Regions from separate parts of the Mus musculus genome. Here all the other regions are linked to region 3. A link is a contact called in public HiChIP or PLAC-seq and promoter capture Hi-C data. All regions are on one chromosome and are shown on one strand. The core of a region is the stretch at or near the end of the contact, and the rest is flanking DNA. Distances in the headings are between cores, read along the strand shown. Region 1 holds the start of Esyt3 (extended synaptotagmin-like protein 3). Region 2 holds the start of Mras (muscle and microspikes RAS). Region 3 overlaps Pik3cb (phosphatidylinositol-4,5-bisphosphate 3-kinase catalytic subunit beta).

Region 1 (3,451 bases), core at 259-2,758, 300 kb after region 3:
TACTCTTGTATGCAAAATAAACACTTGGGCACAGGTACACAGAGGGAAGTCAGAAGTCAGCCGCGGGCAGAAGAGAGAGAGAGATAGCAGACTCAGAATGGACCCCTAGATATGGTGATCTTGAACTAATCACCTACAGGATACTAAGTTTCTGTTGTCCAAACCACCACATCTGTGGTACTTTGCTGCAATGGCCTTAACAAACTACATACAGGCAAGACTTAATTTCCAAATGAGATTAATAAGCCATGCTAACGTTCTCTTCTCAATCACAGACAGGTGTGATGCTCATAGATTCAGCTGCGTTTTAGAGTTCAGGCCACACGCAAAACATTCAAGCCAGCCGAAATTAGGAGTCTGGGGGGGCCTCCGCATATCTCCCCTGGGAGTCTGAGATACAAGATACTCAGGGAAGCAGAAGCCTCCAGCTCCAGGGGGCAGATCTGTCACACACTAACCCTCTGAAACGGACTCCTTTGGTCAATGTTTGCGAAACATCCAATCCTAAACGTCCTTGTTCCCCACCCGAGGAATTAAGCTGGGGGTACAGATTTTGTTTTTACGTGAACCAGGTGGGGTTCTCAGGACCAGATGCATTTGAGAAACCATAGCCATGCCAACCGCCACCAGGAAGCGGGTTTGTCTCTGGACTACGAGTGTGCACACGGCCCGCTCAAGCCCATGGCATAAGAAGGGAGAGGACAGTGGTCCACGCAGTATCCCGGCTTGCTCTGCGGAGCACTCCTGCCAGCTCTCGGCTGAAGGCGACCAGAGCCCTGTGCTCCTGTCACTGCTGTATGTGTCTATATACGTGTCACGCCCTTCGCTAGTTCTTAAATCAACAGGCGGGTGGAAGAAGCGCCCTGTTTCCTACGCGAGCAACTTTGCGGAGTCCTGGACGCCCAGTTTTGATCCTGGGTGTGTCCCACCTCCGACTCTTCTCTGAAGCCCGGCCCTTGCGTGAAGACCCGGGAGTACGCCCCAGCTCCCCCCTCGGAAACCCACAGCCCTCCGCCGGGCCCGGCTTACCCAGGCTGGCAAATGCTGGCCCCGCAGCTCACGGCTGATGAACTCGCGCTCGTGCTCCAGGAATTCGAAGGCGGCCTCCAAGCGCCCCAGCTTCCCGCGGCGGTTCCGGCGCCACCACATCCAGAGCAGGGCGCCAAGCAGCAGCCAGGTGACGCTGAGCCCCAGGTAGCCCGCCAGGTAGACCGGTGCCAGGTAGAAAAGGACGCGCGCCACGAAGCTGTAGAGCTCGGGCAGTAGCTGGCCCGACAGGCGCGGTCCGGGGTCCCGCGAGCGCTGGCCTCTCTCCGGGACGTCAGGACCGCCGGGCGCGCTCGGGGCGCAGGGCTCCTCCGGCTGCATCTCGCTGTCGCCGGCTTGTCCTCTCTAGAAGCTTCACCCCAGCTCAGGTTGGTGCACCCCCTATGCCGGCGCACATCTGTCCTCAAGGCACGAGGACTCCGCAGCCGCGCAGCTCCTGCTCCGCCAGCCTCTCCAAGCTCTGAGCTCGGGTTCTACCAGCTCCGGACTGCGGAGTCTGGGCATAAGGCCAGAGGGGTGGAGCTCTGGCAGGCAGGGAAATCCGGAAGTCTCCGCCACCAGGGGCGTGCCCAGGTGAAAAGGGGCGGGGTCAACCCGATGAGGCCTTGAGGGCATCCTGGGATCCCACTGTCTGGCATAAATGTCAACAGAAGGGGTGCAGTTGTCATTTGGGGTGAGCTAAGCGTTACTCTTCACATCAACCCAACACGGGTAAACATCACCTAAAACCTGTTCCTTACACACAGTATCATCTGGACTTTTTGCGGGGTGTCCTAGGCCAGCACTGCGTTGGATCTGACCCAAAGTCTGGGACCACTCCCAGCTGGTCCTTAAAGCCTTGCTTTTCTCTCTTAAACTATTTGTTACTTAAGCCATCTGGACCCAGCTCCCAGCACAGTCAAACTGAGCTTAGGGACCATTCTCTACCCCACCCCCACTCCCATCCTCAGCGTCATTTTAAAAACCCTGTCTGCAGGGGAGTTGGTCAGTGCCTTTCCTTTCTGGGACTGGGAGCGTCCAGGAAACCGGCCATCTTCACTCATAGTCATTTACTCTCTCTTGGTGCACCCAGAGAGGGCAAGCGACCTGCGAATGGAAAAAGAAAGAGGAAGCCAGCCTTGAGGTGCTTCGGAATCTATGAGCCTTCTGCTTTCGTGTCGCCCAGGCCGAACGATCAGACCAAGAGAAGCAAGGCTCCGTAAATTCAGACAGTGACTCACCTTGCGGATGGCACAGATTGTAGGCGCCTATACAGGAGATCACAGAAATGGACGGATGGTGAGACAGAGTCAAGAGGAGAACAGGCCTGATTTGGGGTAATTTCATTCTCTTTCCACAATCGTTGAAAGGCTTAGCCCCATGAACAATCAAAAGATGAGTGTGTTCTCTTTCTTGCACCCTTCCCCGCTTCCTATCTCTTCCTCTGGATAAAATTACTTGCTGCAAGGGGTTGGAGAGATGGCTCCTCGGCTAGAACTCTTACTGCTCAAGCAGAGGACACTAATTCAGGTCCCAGCACATACAAGAGGCTCGCCAAGTTCAAATAACTCCAGCTCCAGGGGATGGTCTTGGATACCACATTCATACATATAATTTTAAATTAAGAATAAATCTCCAAAAACTTATTTATCAGAGTAAGGTTTTACAACAATGGGAATGCTGCCGGAGGTCAGAATACCTGAATCTCCTTCCTCTGCTCTTGGTCATCTTCTTCTCAGGCTACCCTGGGATATCAACCACAAAGCCCCTCCTTCCAAGTGCCTTTGAAGAGTCCGCTGCATTCAAATCTTACTAAAGTTTCTGAGAAGTCCTACAGACAAAGGCTGGTAAACAGAATTTAACCCTATGTTGCTCTAATGATTCCCTATGGAACCCATTCCTCAAGACATTTCTCTCTTGATTGGCGCAGCTCAACAGAAGCTAACAGGCTTCTGAGGCTATGTGTCAGGGACCCAGAGCTGTCTCCAGCAAGGCGAGGCAGAAGGAACACTTGGGATACACAGATCGAGATATTACCTGTCAGGGCTCTGCTCCTCACCCGAGTAGAATGTTGTCCCTTCCCGCCACTGTGCAGCCCTGCAGGAACAGGTCCTGGTTAGACTGCCAAGCTCCCGGGGAGAGGTCATCCCTTTGTCTTTCGCGCTCACAGGCCCACACCTCCTTACCACCTGACTCAATGTGTTTGCACAGAGTGTGGAAGATGCACACGTGAGGGAGAGTTGCAAAGACAGTGGCTGGCTGTGAGTGCAATGTTCAATGTCCAACGTGAGACCCGTGACATCCTTTGGGACTTTATTGCCCCAGCGGGATTGTTCTCTCTGTTCCCAGACACACCAAGTTTGTTCAACATCAAAGCTTTCAGGTTCCTCTCTGCAGAATGGCCTCCTCCTTAGTCTTCCATAGA
Region 2 (3,532 bases), core at 238-2,737, 380 kb after region 3:
CACGGCCTGAAACATTTTCAGCCCCAGTCAGCAGGGACATGCAATTTACAGGAAATAAGAAGGTTTACGGAATGTTAGCAGCTCAGATTTCTTCTCTGGGAAAAGGGGCAGGAGAAAGTCTACGAACTGCTTCAGTGAAAGTGCTTTGTTCACAGCTGAGCCCTTACATGCGTCAGTTGTTAATATACATAGCTGCCACCCCACACTTCAACCCACCACTGCAGGACGTGCGGACTGGTACACTAGGAATGTACAGTGCAGGCTGCACAAGCCTTAAACGTCAGCATCTTAGAGCCTCACTCACAACAGGCCAGAACAGACACGGGGTCAAAAGCACAGGCATAGGCACAGTCCTGGGTAGGTTAACGTCCCACTTCTCCCATCTTTCTGGAGGCGTCCTGTCTGAAGATAGGCAAATTCCCATCAAGTACCAGGGCTTTGTAAGCTTTGCTTTAAGCATTCTCCGCTCACTCCTCGGCCAGCCAGACCTCTGGAGGCCACAGTTTTGAGCGTCATCAGTCAGTCTCTATAATTTGGTCCAGAGAATCAAAAACACCATTGTAGCCCAAGAAGGTTCCCCACCATCAGGAGCTGCCCCAGCGCTCAGGTCAGAGTTCAGGTGACACGGTCTTTGTCCTATTCTCCAGACTGCACTCCGTCCCCAAGGCACCTCAGCTTTGCAGGGGGTTCTACCGTAATGTCAAGGGCCCACTCTGCTCTTCTGAACAGTCGTCTCTCTGACCTAACCCTGGCGTAGGGGCACTTGAGCTCTCCCACTGACCACACTAGACTGTCATTCAGTTTGTGCCCTGCTTTCCAAGCAGAACAGGATTTGGCATGGAGCCTGACACATGATGGGCACCGGGCCGCATCAGTTTAACGAGCGCAGGCCCCAGTGGTGACCAGAGAGCCAGCCCAGCAACCCGAACCCAGGACGCAGTGAAGAGTTGTTTATGAAGAAAGCGGTTTTGTATTATCCACATGAATGTACCACCTCTCCGTAGATCTTTAACCTGATTTACGCCATTTTAAGCCAGGAGAGCCCCTACCCGACCCCGCCGCCCACCTCCCTGCCGAGTCCTTACCCGGGCAGCCGAGGAACCCCAGGATGACTACAATCAAAGGAGTCTGTCTAAGCGGCGGCTAGGCCCTTCCCACTTGGGTCGGAGTGGTGAGCGACTTCTCCGCTGCACACCGTTAAGCCAGAGCCGGTGGTAGGGGGCAGAGGCCACGCACAGCCGGAGCCCGCTGCCCGGGTGCAGCCGGGTGCAGCGCAGCGCAGCCCGGCGAACGCGGAACCGGCCACACCTCCAGCCCCGGAACGGAACAAAGCGCCCGGCGGCCTCCTCCCCTCAGGGTTGCCGGGCGGCTCGCCGCGCGCTCCCGCCGGGGCTGGGCTCCCGCCCTGGGCCACCGCCTCCTCGCTCGCACCGGGAGGAGGGAGCGCCGCGCCCGCCGGGCCCCGCGCCGCCGACTGACGGCTCCGCGCCAGCCAGCCCGGCCGCCGCCGTCCCCGCCCCGCTGACGCCTTAAAGCGACCGCGCACCCCGCGCCTCGGGAGCCTTCCGAGTGGCTGCGACGACCCCCAAACGGCACCACTGTGGGCATTGGGACAGCTGGCACCGGGCAAGGGTCCCCTCGCCTCCACTCACTCACCACACGGATCTGCAGTCTGTGAGCCGCCGATAAGCCTAGGACACCTAAGGGGAATTGGCCCCGGGCGGCTTTAAAAGAGCTGTAGGTTCAATCTTTAACTCTTCGGGCTGCCAACTTCGGGACCTGCGGACGCCTCCCCAGTCCTTAGAAGAGTCCCGTCGCTTCAACCACGTCCCGAGGACCCCAAGATTCCGAGGGCCTGCTGCTTGCTTTAGCTAGGTGCCAGATTCAGGCCTCAAAGTTCTTGAGAATTAGCCAGCGACCTGGATAGGAGGCGGCGGCGACGTTCGCACACCATTTAGCTCTTCCATTGGGTTGGAGTCATTCCCTACTCCCTATCCCCGGCTTTCCCTTTTACAAGACTTGAGATATGATCACATAACGCTGAGTATATGCTTTTAAAGGCGTACGTTTCAGTGGGGTTTTGGTATAACAAAGTTGTGCGACCATAGTTATTTATCTAATTCCAGAACATTCGGGTCACTACTCCTTTCCCCAATAAATTAAAAGAAAAAACCTCTGTGGGTAACCTCTCCCCATTCTTCCCCCCTCCCAGGCTCTGGAACCCTCTAATCTGCATTTCAGCCTCGGTGGATTTGCCTATTCAGAACATTCTATATAAATGGAGTCATACAACATGTGGTCTCTGTGACTGGCTTCTTCCACGGTGTGTGCAGACTGGATGCACGTGGTTCCGCGTAGCCACACCTCGGCCAGACTCATCTCCCACTGTGTGTATAGGAAGCATTTGTTTAGCCTTTCCTCAGTCGATGCTTACCTACTTTCCCCCTTTCTCTCGGTGTGAATAAAGTGCTAGTGTTAAAAGTCTTTATGTAAATACTGTGATTCCTCTTGGATACATACACCTCCAGCGGAATTGCCGGGTTGACTGGGGAACTCTTTCGGGGGCATATATCTGTTTCCAACGCAGCCATAGCATGTTACACTGGCACCACTCACGTGTGTGCGGGGACATAAGCATGCACCTGTGCATGCGTACAGTTGTGAGGACAGGACAACAGTGGGTGTTACCTTTCGGGTGCCTGTCACCATTTTGCTTTATTTTGATCTTTGGTTGGGGTGTGGTTGTTGTTGTTGTTTCTTTTGAGGAGTCTCATTGGCCTTGAACGGCTGAGTAGGTAGAGCTACAAGCCTAGGGGACCTCAACTTCTGCCTCCCTTCCCAGGTAGGGAGGCCAAGACTTTAGACACAGCCTTTGTTTCCATTCTTGTTCTTGCCAACACTTGTAATTGTGTGTCTTTCAGATAATTGCTTCCCTAGTTGGGAGTGAAGTGGCCTTTTGTTCTACATCTCAAAGCTTCTCTCTCTCTCTCTCTCTCTCTCTCTCTCTCTCTATCATTTTTGAGGACATTCTTTTGCAAATGAGCCTTGAAGTCTTGGACCTAGCTTTACTTGTAGCTTTACTTATACGGGACTGCCTGCTATTTTGAGTGCTTCTCCACACCCCTGGCCTCAGGGAACTTCAAAGCTCTGTATCTTGCAAACCTGAGATTCTGCCTAAGGCTGTTTGCCATTGGCCTTCTAGCCACCACCCGTTTAAGGAGAGGCCAGACTCCTATCTAGCGTTATCAAAGCCCAGGTGGCTTTCAAGAGTCCCAGGGCAGAGAACATACTATATGCTACTGAAGGCGTCTTTCACTGGCTGTAGGGAGTGAACGGAGTAAGGAGAGGGGCCTTGAAGATCAGAAGTCCCTCCACCTTGGCTGTCTGGATCCTGCCCTGGCACTGTCTTTTTCTCTCATTTTTGTTTACCACAGACCTCAGGGAAGGTGGGCAGAGGGCATTTCATAAGAGTGTAGCTATAGCTACCCTGTTTCCATACAGAAATCCTTCTCACGTCTGGGCTTCATCATTA
Region 3 (3,841 bases), core at 1,228-3,727:
CAAGACGGCCAGTGCTTGCCAAGTTATCCATCTGTCAAAACCACAGGCACTCCATTTGTTAACAGCTTCAGGAGCTGTACAAATACTGGCAACAAGAGAACCAGATGAACACTGGACTATGCAAACCAGACCTTTCTAAACTATGTCAAACTAGAATGTCTGCCATGTTTGTACAGTTGGGAACTGCTACGTCACTGCTAATTGTCCTGGTCTTCCTTTTCTGAATAGTATCCTAAGTGGCCATGAGTCACTTCAACAATTGTCATTTTACACCTTTATAATGATAGCCTTTATAGTGGTACCACAGTGGGCTGGCTGAGTAGGTCAGTAAGTACAGGACTCGTGGCCAAGCCTGGAGACCTGAGTTCCATTTCCAGAACTGAGCATTCCATCAAGTCCCCCTCTGACGTTCACCCCTGCGTCCCCACCCCACCATGGAAAGGGTACGGAGTCTTTCTCTTATTATTCATCAGTCAAGAAAACAGTCATGACTGGTCCTGGTGGAAGTTACTTTTACCCAGAAGGCTGAAAAGTTCCAGGCCAGCCTAGGCAACTCAGTGAGACCCTGTCTCACTCAAAATAGACCTTTTTAGAAATAGGGATGGAGTGATTTGGAGACTGGGCCTGAAGAGATGGCTCAATGGTCAAGTGAGTTTGCAGAAAACTGGAGTTTGGTTCCTAGCACACACACTGGTCAGCTCACAAACACCTGTAACTCCAGCTCTAGAGGACCTGACACCATACTCTAGCATCTGTGACTATCTGCACATAGAAAAGGGCTGGGGCTGGAACTTAGCAGTAGAATGCTCACCGATGGTACAAGAGGACCTGGGATCAGGGCAGGGAAATGGGGAAGGGAAGAGTGGTATGCATGCCTCCTTAGAAAAGTAGTATTAAACACTTCCAGAGAACCAAGAGGATATGCAGTGTGCTTGAGAAATGAGCAAGGGGAGCCAACAGACACACAATGAGGTCTGACACACATCAACCAACAGATACACAATGAGGTTGGACACACAGCAACCAACTAGGACCTTTTAAGTCTGGGTAGAAAAATCCGGATTTTCAGTGTCATGAACAATTATTGTTAGGGATTTAAAGAGACTAATATGACTGGAAAACATGGTCACTTCTCAGATGTTCAAAGGCTGTGCTGGGGAGGAGAGGCAGACAGGGGAGGGTGGGAATGAGAAGCCCAGTGTAGAGGGTGGTGGAGTAGAAGACAATGGGTCAGATGAGGGGCCACCGTGAGCACTGGTTCACAGTGTGGATCAATGATGCTGTTTCATGGTGTGAGTCTCTATTAGCTGCTTTCACCACACCCATGGCCTTTCCAAAACATACCACAGTCATTTCGTAAAAGCTTATGGAAGGCTCTCTAGCTAAGTAAGGGAGCAAGGAATGGTAGCAGACTCTTACATTCTCAGAATCTGGGGGAGGGGGATCATGAGTTCAAAGGCAGCCTATGGTTTATACACACAATGGTCAATTATAAGGAGCACAATTAGACAGCATGCTTAAAGCAGTATGAGTTCTTGACAGAGAGTAATTATTTAATAACTTAATGGTAATATCAGCAATACTTCTGGACTGCAAGAATGTATTACAATTTTAGGTATGAAGATATAGCTTGAAAAGGTGACAAGGACTCTGAACTACAGAAATCATGTGTTTATACCTCACTATATCTCGGTCTAAAAGATGAATTATATGCATCATAAACTATACTAAAGAGTCGTAAAGCTTTAAAAACACACAATTCCATGAAAAGAGTGATGTAGGCTATGAAACACTGGAGGCAGAAGTCTGCCTCCTTCATGTCCATCTTGAAATACACTATTAAAATGTAGGTCATCCTATTAATATAGAAAATATGAGATATGCCTTAATTCTAAGCTTTCTGAAACTTATCTTGACAGATTTTCCTAAAAGCTAACAGCTGGGAAATAGCTCAGCGGTAGACTGCTTGCATGTCAAGTACACAGCCTTGAGTCCATCCCCGAGCACAGCATAAATTAGACACAGCACCATATGCTATGGATCCCAGCACTCAGAAGGCTGGGGCAGGAGGAGCTCCTGACCATGGACCTCTCTGACTAAATGGTGAGTTCAAGGCCATCCTGAGCTTCATGAGACTCAGGCCATTCCCACAAAGCACTGATCAGGGTAAGTGACCGAAAGGGCAATAAAATATGTGACTGGAGACATTCCGTTTGATAAACTCGGTTGATCACCATGTGCTAAAGTGAATTACAGAAGTCCCTACCTGTTTGGAAAGCACTTTCATGTGCCCCACGCTTCCTCGACAGTATGCTTCCAGGATGACACCAAACTGTACGGACACAGCAGGAGTGTGCACCTCTGACCTGCAGAAAAGCAACACTGAAAAGGTTTGTAATCGAACACTTCAGAGCGTGAAGAACAAGCACTGACCTCCTTATTCTGCCATGGAATGCTCTTCTGATGCCAACCAGCTGAGAGCTGGCCATCCCAAGCACTTACTAGTAAGAGGTCATACCGCAGTTAGGACTCAGAAGTTATGAGATCTTAGTGGTCAATTCTTAAAGAAAACTAATATTCCCACATTTTAAACTGCCTTTTGAAAGGGAAAGGAAATGTAACTTAGGAATTTGGAGAGACTCAGGTGGAAAAAAAAAATCTCTCTGACTGCCGCCAATGAGCCAGTCAGCCTAACCACATTTCTGTCCCCCTTTCCCACTGTCATTGAGTGTATAATGGGCGTGGGGCACTAGCCATGGGGGCACATGGAGGTCAGAGGACAAGAGAGGAGAGCTGGGTCTCCTCTTCCACTTCATGTGGACTCAGCTTGGCAGGTTTGCACAGCCAGACCCACTGCTCACTGAAGCATCTTGCCAGCCCCAGTTTTCTTTTCTTTCTCAAACAATGGCATGTATGTATTAAAAAAAAAAACAACAAAAATATTTACTTTGTCATTCTCTGGAGGGTTTAAAATAGTACTGAATTGGACGAGGAGACAAAGTATAAAAAATATGCATCAACAAGAAAACCACTTTAGTAAGGGAAAATCTGCTAAAATTAATACCACAGACCATGAGTTCTTTAAAAGCTTAGTTAAAAAGGAAAGTTTTTTTTCCTGACAAGCAGTTTGAACAGAAGTGTGAGAGGAAAGGTTAAGAAGGCTGAAATGACCACACACGTGCCGGCTCTGTGGTCTAGCCCAGCCACTACAAAGCAAACACACACATAAACACGGGCAGGAGAGGTGGCTGGGAGGCTAAGCGCTGGCACTGCTCTTCCAGAGGACCTGGGTTCAATTCCCAGCACCCACACGGCAGCTCACAACTGTCTGTAACTCCTGTCCCAGGGGATCTGACATTCTCAAGCAGACATACACACAGTCAAATCACCAATGTACATAAAATAAAAACATTTCTTAAGAAAGAGCGCATGAAGCTGGGAGGGAAAAATGACAGTAGGAGCTGGAGAGGAGTGGCTGGGGTAGATTTGATCAGAGCACACACACAGTATAAATATTTAATCAATATTTTTAAACAAAAATTAGTTGTTAGAAAATATTACAATATAACAGTTACTAGTTTTAGTTCAAAATCTAGAAAGTATCATAGAATACTTACCTGAAATACTTTGCCAAATGATGAAAACAGAATTTAGGTATCAAAAGATAAGAGAAGGCACCAAACAGTGTAAATGTCACGGATGGATCAGAAAGCACCTGGAGAAGCTGCTGCTAGTCCACTGGCTGTCTGACATCACACCGGGTTAGTTATTAGAGAACATCATGGTATCAAATCGCAATAGCAAAGACTTACCTAAGATGCCAAAACAGAAACTGCCCAAT

What was found. Promoter capture Hi-C pulls out the DNA fragments that hold promoters and counts their contacts. HiChIP or PLAC-seq counts read pairs in DNA pulled down with a chosen protein or histone mark.
Region 1: a contact with region 3 is called in a promoter capture Hi-C map of cranial neural crest. The contact joins the promoter of Esyt3 here to the enhancer-like site in region 3. A contact is called at or near these places in 19 of 39 promoter capture datasets (the 3T3-L1 cell line, 3T3-L1-derived adipocytes, the C10 cell line and 13 more), 2 of 15 datasets of contacts at CTCF or cohesin (the NIH/3T3 cell line and embryonic stem cells), 16 of 484 Hi-C or Micro-C datasets (B cells, the F1.1 cell line, the MC3T3-E1 cell line and 12 more), 8 of 115 datasets of contacts at active chromatin or transcription factors (bone marrow-derived macrophages, embryonic basal ganglia, embryonic forebrain and 5 more) and 3 of 9 other capture datasets (adipose tissue, liver and pancreatic islet).
Region 2: a contact with region 3 is called in an H3K4me3 HiChIP or PLAC-seq map of forebrain, with 6 times the contacts expected there. The contact joins the promoter of Mras here to the enhancer-like site in region 3. A contact is called at or near these places in 18 of 39 promoter capture datasets (3T3-L1-derived adipocytes, the C10 cell line, the HPC-7 cell line and 13 more), 3 of 15 datasets of contacts at CTCF or cohesin (the NIH/3T3 cell line, large pre-B cells and pro-B cells), 62 of 484 Hi-C or Micro-C datasets (B cells, the Ba/F3 cell line, the C2C12 cell line and 39 more), 15 of 115 datasets of contacts at active chromatin or transcription factors (the HPC-7 cell line, the NIH/3T3 cell line, the SCID.adh cell line and 11 more) and 5 of 9 other capture datasets (adipose tissue, embryonic stem cells, liver and 2 more).

What each region holds. Positions count from the first base shown.
Region 1 is chr9:99,357,022-99,360,472 of GRCm38.p6, forward strand. It overlaps Esyt3 (extended synaptotagmin-like protein 3), which reads right to left and starts at 1,509. Exons shown (of 23, transcript NM_177775.3): 1 at 1,030-1,509. The coding sequence starts at 1,368.
Region 2 is chr9:99,435,225-99,438,756 of GRCm38.p6, forward strand. It overlaps Mras (muscle and microspikes RAS), which reads right to left and starts at 1,488. Exons shown (of 6, transcript NM_008624.3): 1 at 1,086-1,488.
Region 3 is chr9:99,057,919-99,061,759 of GRCm38.p6, forward strand. It overlaps Pik3cb (phosphatidylinositol-4,5-bisphosphate 3-kinase catalytic subunit beta), which reads right to left. Exons shown (of 24, transcript NM_029094.3): 15 at 3,813-3,841; 16 at 2,267-2,366. Among named protein-coding and RNA genes, the nearest start is that of Gm1123, 24 kb to the left of the region's middle. Within about 2 kb of position 2,478, at least 1 of the 459 cell types and tissues checked has an H3K27ac peak or open chromatin away from gene starts, as enhancers often do.